Linked DNA regions of Mus musculus: region 2 is linked to region 1. Evidence: chromatin contacts called from public Hi-C data. All regions are on one chromosome and are shown on one strand. Each heading gives the region's core, a stretch centred on a gene start, on an enhancer-like site or on the middle of the called end of the contact. The rest is flanking DNA. Distances are from core to core; before and after follow the strand shown.

Evidence for each region. A called contact is a pair of places that touch in the nucleus more often than the background predicts.
Region 2: a contact with region 1 is called in a Hi-C map of uterus, with 4 times the contacts expected there. The contact joins two enhancer-like sites. A contact is called at or near these places in 3 of 484 Hi-C or Micro-C datasets (cardiomyocytes, cerebral cortex and uterus).

What each region holds. Positions count from the first base shown.
Region 1 is chr9:116,806,345-116,809,408 of GRCm38.p6, reverse strand. All of the region lies in intron 5 of Rbms3 (RNA binding motif, single stranded interacting protein), which reads left to right. Among named protein-coding and RNA genes, the nearest start is that of Gm39449, 280 kb to the right of the region's middle. Within about 2 kb of position 1,523, at least 88 of the 459 cell types and tissues checked have an H3K27ac peak or open chromatin away from gene starts, as enhancers often do. A contact at or near this core is called in uterus, where this site is marked.
Region 2 is chr9:117,428,309-117,431,372 of GRCm38.p6, reverse strand. It overlaps a transcript of Rbms3 not described here. Among named protein-coding and RNA genes, the nearest start is that of Gm39451, 120 kb to the right of the region's middle. Within about 2 kb of position 1,667, at least 1 of the 459 cell types and tissues checked has an H3K27ac peak or open chromatin away from gene starts, as enhancers often do. A contact at or near this core is called in uterus, where this site is marked.

The DNA.
Region 1 (3,064 bases), core at 274-2,773:
AGAGGAGTGAGTCGTAAATGCTGAACCGCCAAGATGTTGTGGAGTGTGCAGGGGGAGCTAGCAGGGTTTGCTTTACTGTTTGTTATGTGTCCTGAGAATGGTGCCCAATTAACTGGAAGAGAGCAAGTTGCCAGTCAGCCTAGCCTACTTGGTGGGTAGATTCTGTCTCTAAGAGAAGATAGATGGTGCCTGAGGAATGTCTCTTGATGACTAACCTTTACCATATGAGTGCCATGAGTGCACATGTGAGTGTGTATGTGTACATGCATATGCTGTGCACATACACACACACACACACACACACACACACACACACACAGAGGCACAAACCTAAAACAGATTTTTTAAAAAGAATATTTTTGGTTCTGTGTTCAATCAGAGATGATGCACCTAACCCTCAAGAGACTGGAGGCCCCAGGGATTTTAGAGGTCAGGTGGGGTGGGGGTGGGGACATACGTCCTCATGGAGACGGGTGGGGAGTGGGGAGGAGGTTCGGGATGTGGAGCAGTCGGAGGGTGAACAGGGGCAGGGGATAAAATCTGGAGTGTAAAAATTAATTAATTAATTAATTAGTTAATTAATTAATTAAAAATTTCCCTTGTCCTGGGGACTCACTATTGCATTCTATGCTGCAATGGGTTAAGAAGCAAATGACGTCATTTAATTTTGAAATGCTAGAAAGAGCACACATTTTAGTCATTAAAATTCCTCTGATAGCTTTGACACTTTGCGTAAATCTTACCAGAAATGAGGATGTTTGGCTCCTAAAGTTGGATGCTCCTCCATGTCACCAATAGTTTATCCAGTGCCTGTGATTGCAAAACACCAAACATTTCACAAGAGCGGAAACCTCTAATTAAGCCTAGCATGTGACAATGGAGTGGATTTGTTTTTAAATCCATGGCTTATAATGCTTAGAGCTTTCAGATCGTGACCTGAGAGGACTCTGTTGAGGTGAGAGTTTAGCTGAACATGGGTTTCCACAAGACTTCCTTCCTCTGTGTGTCAAGCCTGATCCAGAACATTCTACCGGTGCTGGAGCAGGTTCTTGTGTGTTTTAGTTTGACTGTGAATTGTGTGAGCTATAATATCAGTTTCCCTCCTCAGTAGTAGTTGTTGAGAAGAAGAGGAAGAGGAGGAATAAGACTTATGAGGAGGAAGAGAGGGAGGAGGAGGAAGAGAAGGAGGGGAGGTGGGTAGAGAGAAGGAAGAAGAGTTGGAGGGAGAGGCAGCTGTAGCAGCAGCAACAACGGAATCCTTTAGTGTGTTTCAAATGACTGAAGCCAGCAGTTATAAGTCATGAGGCAAGAAAGAAACACACCCTTGAACATGTGTTTACATTCAAACAGCAGACCTAAAAAGCCCCCTGAAGCTTTACCCCATGCCTGGCGCCTCCTAAGAGCGGTTAACGCATTGTCCGATGAAGGGTTGACCCCACCCAGGCGCTGTTCTGCAGGGCACAGAAGGGCTCAGCTACTTTCTAGAAGAATGGAGGCACTGTGCTGAGCCAGGATGGCTGCAAGGGGCCTGTAAAGGCAGCTGCTGCCAGTGGGGACTTGAGAGCACTCCTGTCAGCTTCAAGCCTTGCATGGGCCAGATTTCAGAGAGCTTCAGCTGGCAGCTGCACCGAGCACTTAATTGTGAAACTTGAGAGGAAAATAGGCATGTTCTGGCTAATACGGGTATTCACCTACAGGTCTCACTTTTGTTCCGTTTCCAGAACATTGGCTCTGCCTCTTTGTCAGCTCCTGGAGGCACCGAGCCAGTGTTGCTGGGGCAGCTTTGCAATGATCAGGTGTGGCCCCGTGTATCCAAATGAAATTGTCACTGCTGAGTGATACAATGTACCATGCTTTGATGCTGCAAGCTGACAGTCACAGAAAAGTCGTTCATTGCATTTACTCTCTCAAAGAATCTCTAATGGCTCACAGCAGACATCTACTTAGTTAGATCTGAATGAACCCAAAGCAAGCCATCTCCACGGCTACCTTTGTGTTCCTAGAAAGAGCCCCTCATCAGGCCCGCCACAGCTAGAAAATGGCTTTAAGGAAAGATGATCCTATTTAGAACCCAGAAGGGAGACTTGAAACTTTCAAACCGGAGTAAAAATAGGCTGGCTGTGCACGTGGAGTGGATAGCAGCCCATTTTCTTTTTAGCTTGTTCTGTATTCCCCAAATCAGCAATTGCACATTGCAACCTTCAGCTATGTTTGGTCTTCGTTTAGAATTACATGTCATTTTAGGACAAAGAGAAAGGATTTGATTTGTGGGGGGTTTGCAAGCAGCATTTAGTCTCCTTTGTCTGTTATCTGCGTGAGCTCAGTGAGAGACTTTACAGAGAAGGGACTCTCCAGGCACGAGCCTTCTGTCTTTAACTCCAAGAATGAAATGCCCTTAATATACCGTCTGTGGGAGTTAAGGGCTCCCATTTCCTCTCCCATTCATGTGTCTACCCAGGATGAAGCTTTTCTTCAAAGAGGTAACAGTGAGTAGATCTCATGTGGGAAGATAGGGAAACAGAATTAGAATTGCTTTCTTCCTAGAAATGGAAGTTTAAAAAAAAACAAAACAAAACAAAAAAACCTTATAGAAACAGGAAGCATATAGTTTAAGGGTTCCTCTCATTAAATAATGGATGAAATTTTCTCTTTCTTGCTCTGTATTTATATATTTAAATTTACATATTTATTATATTTAAATTTTCAATTATGGGGTTGGAGGGATGAGTCTGTAATTATGAGCATGTATTGCTCTTCCAGAGAACATGAATTCAGTTCCCAGCAGCCACCTGGGGTGGATCACAGCCACCTGTAACTCCAGCTCTGGGGGAATCTCACTCCTCTTTTTTTGCCTCCACAGGTGCTATTCACACACAACCCCTCCCCCCAATATACACTTAAGTAAAAATATAGTAATGAAGATTGAACATTATGGAGCTGGTGTCGGTAGAGGCTCCTTAGTGAGCTTCAGGCCAGTGAGAGATCCTGCCTCAAGAAACAAACTGTGTGCCAGCCAAGGTTTTCCTTTGGTCTCCACACAGATACAAGTATACACACACACACA
Region 2 (3,064 bases), core at 418-2,917, 620 kb before region 1:
CTCACAAGCAAACCAGACTCACATTAATGTGCTCCTCCTTCAGAGAATATTCTGGGGGTTCCCACCCTCCAGTTCACAGTGATGCTTTCTCCGGCTTGGGGAAGCCAAGGCCACAGAAGGGTCACATTCTGCCTCCCTCAGTTCTGAGTCATAAGCTCTTTAAAGAGTTCCTGCTGCTAAAGCTTTTAAACTTTTTTCTCAGAATATAAAATTTATCTTAGCTAAAAGTGTGTATGCTCTTTGATTCTTTGCTATCTTTGTGTGTGTGTGTGTGTGTGTGTGTGTGTGTGTGTGTGTGTGTGTGTGAGTGTGTGCGCTTGTACACATGTGTGGACCGCATGCACACATGCTTGTACTCATGCATGTGCATGTGTGGCATGTGTGTTCATGTTCTTGTATGTATGTGTATGTTCATATGTGTATCTGTATGCTTGTTCACACATGTGTGTATGCTTATTTATCTGTGTGCTTGCTCATATGTGTGCCTGTAGACACCAGAGGGCAGCCTTTCATATCTATCCTCACAGGCTATACATACCAACCAACTTGAGGGTTGTTTTGGTGGGTTTCTTTCTTTCTTTCTTTCTTTCTTTCTTTCTTTCTTTCTTTCTTTCTTTCTTTCTGTCTCTGTCTGTCTATCTGTCTCTTTCTTTCTCTTTTTCTGGAGACAGCTTCTCAGTAAAAGGCATGTTGGTTGACCAGTAAGCCCCAGGGATAAGCCTGGATCTGCCTCCACAGTGCTGCCATGTCCACATTGTTTTGTGTGGATTCTGGGGATCACACTTGGGTCCTCCTGCTTGAAAGGCAAGCACTTCCCTGACCCGCAGTCCTCACTTGTCTCTCAAAGTATGTGATTCAATAATAATGCTGCAACCTTGTCTTCATTTTGGGGTACAGAATGATTTTATTATTTTCATTATTGTTGTTATTTATTATTATTATTATTGTTGTTGTTGTTGTTGTTGCTGCTGCTGCTGTTGTTATTAATGTGGTAGAGGCCATGTGTGAAACATTTTCCCATTTATTGACTCACTTATATTCTTCCTCCTAACCCTTGGAAAGTTTTATCTTCTGTTCTTTTGTTGTGCCTTACCTCGGCTGTCTTTGGGCTTTTAGACATCTGTAGGCTGCCCACACCTACTTGCAAAATCACTCACTTTACTTCTGCATATCTTAGCAACACTGTAAAACAGCAGAATAGATGATGGAGTCCACTCCATAGCAATAGATGGTAAAACAGAACTTGGAAATGTCATTAAAAATTCAGAATCAGGAAAGTAGGTCCCAGTTGAATGAGGGGATTCCAGATGTCACACTGACCAGTCATCATCCTGCTACACAGTCGGTCAAAGCAAAGGGCACATACACAGTGTAAATGTAAGAGGTGGGTTACTGAGCAATGCTTCTCAAGGGCCATATTCCCACCTCTTCACAGCCTTGCATTGCTCATGCACACCGACTCTGGGCCTGGGCCTGTGACCAACCATGAGGTAGAGGCTGACAGAGTGAGCACAAGACCTCCAGATGGCTGTGCTGATGACGAGTCCTTCTTCTCTGCAAGAAAGTTTGAATTTTTCAAGTAGAATGAACTGTGTCCTCCTCTGCAAGTTCAATCATGTGTCTTTTAGAAGTGGACTCTTAGAAAATAATAAATCCTTGTCCAGCTTTGAATAACTGGGCCAGATGTTCACCATGTGCTGTGTGAAGCTCGAGGCACTTGGTAGAGCTGACACTCCATAACACAATGCTTTTCTTTCTCGGACATCATAAATCTACCAGGCTGGACCTTAGAGAACTGCAATTTGTTGATGTGAATCCAATGCACTCCCAACCTGCACACTTAGAATGTTTTGGTTTCTCCTCCAAAGTCAGGTCTTTTGCCAAGTTTTGCAGAACATGCTTTTGGCCTTGACAGGGTCCCAGTTAGACACTATTTCATTCCTTCTATTCTACAGAGAGGATAGGCTGTTTCTCTTTGTGCTCCTGGGAGTGACACATATGGAATTAATAGATGACAGCAGGAGCTCTCATCTCCCTGAGTCCTTCTAACTTGGGTGGTGCTAAGGGCTTCTGAATGTTGGGTGCTAGAGCTAAGTGCCTTATTCCTGGCACGTGTTTCTCTACACGGTGATTGCTCAGTCATAGCAATGATACTTAAGTAGATGGAAACTCTAAACCTACACTAGAAGGTATAAAATACTTTTTTTGTTTACAGTTACAATAGCGATCATGCTGTTCTACTTATGAATAAAAAGATTTGAAATATGGAGAAAACAAATGGAAGAAAACATTAGGATACAGACATAGTGCTGAGGCCCCAGACGCTAGTTGCCCATTGGCAAGTGAAGAAAGGATATGGGTTGGAAAGAGAGAGTTCCTCAGTTTGTCACAGAGTTAACTGAGTGTGTGGCTGGTTTTACTTATCCTTTAAAAAGTGTATTCTGTCATTTAATCAGTGTGCTCATTAGCATTTATTGTTGACTTGATACAACATGGAGTCACTTAGGACGAGGGAGTCTCAGTTGAAGATTGCTTTTATAAGATTGGCCTGTGGCTATATTGATGAGCTATTGTCTTCATCAGTAATTAATATAAGAGGTCCCAGACTACTGTGGGCAGCGCTAACGCTATACAGGTGGGCCGGGGCTGAGAATGAGCCAAGGGGATAGCTAATAAGTAGCATCCCTCCATGGTGTCTACCTCAATTCTTGTTTAAGTTCCTGCTGTGACTTCCATCAAGAATAGACTGTGACCTAAAAGGGCAAATTGAGATGAATCCTTTCCTCCCTGAGTAGCTTTTGGTCAACACTTTCTCACAGGTAGAAAGCAAACTGGACCAATCAGTAACTAGTGCTGATTTCATATTATGTGCCTAGGTATTAGTATAGGTCCCATGGAAATAAAACAGCACAAAATGCCACAAACACAACAGTCCTGTCTTACGCAGTTTACTGAGCATATCAGAGTAACACAGTCCCTCAACAACAGAGCCAAGATTCAAACAGGGCATTGATGGTTGATTATCAACTTGACAGGATCTATAGCCACCTAGATGACAAACCTT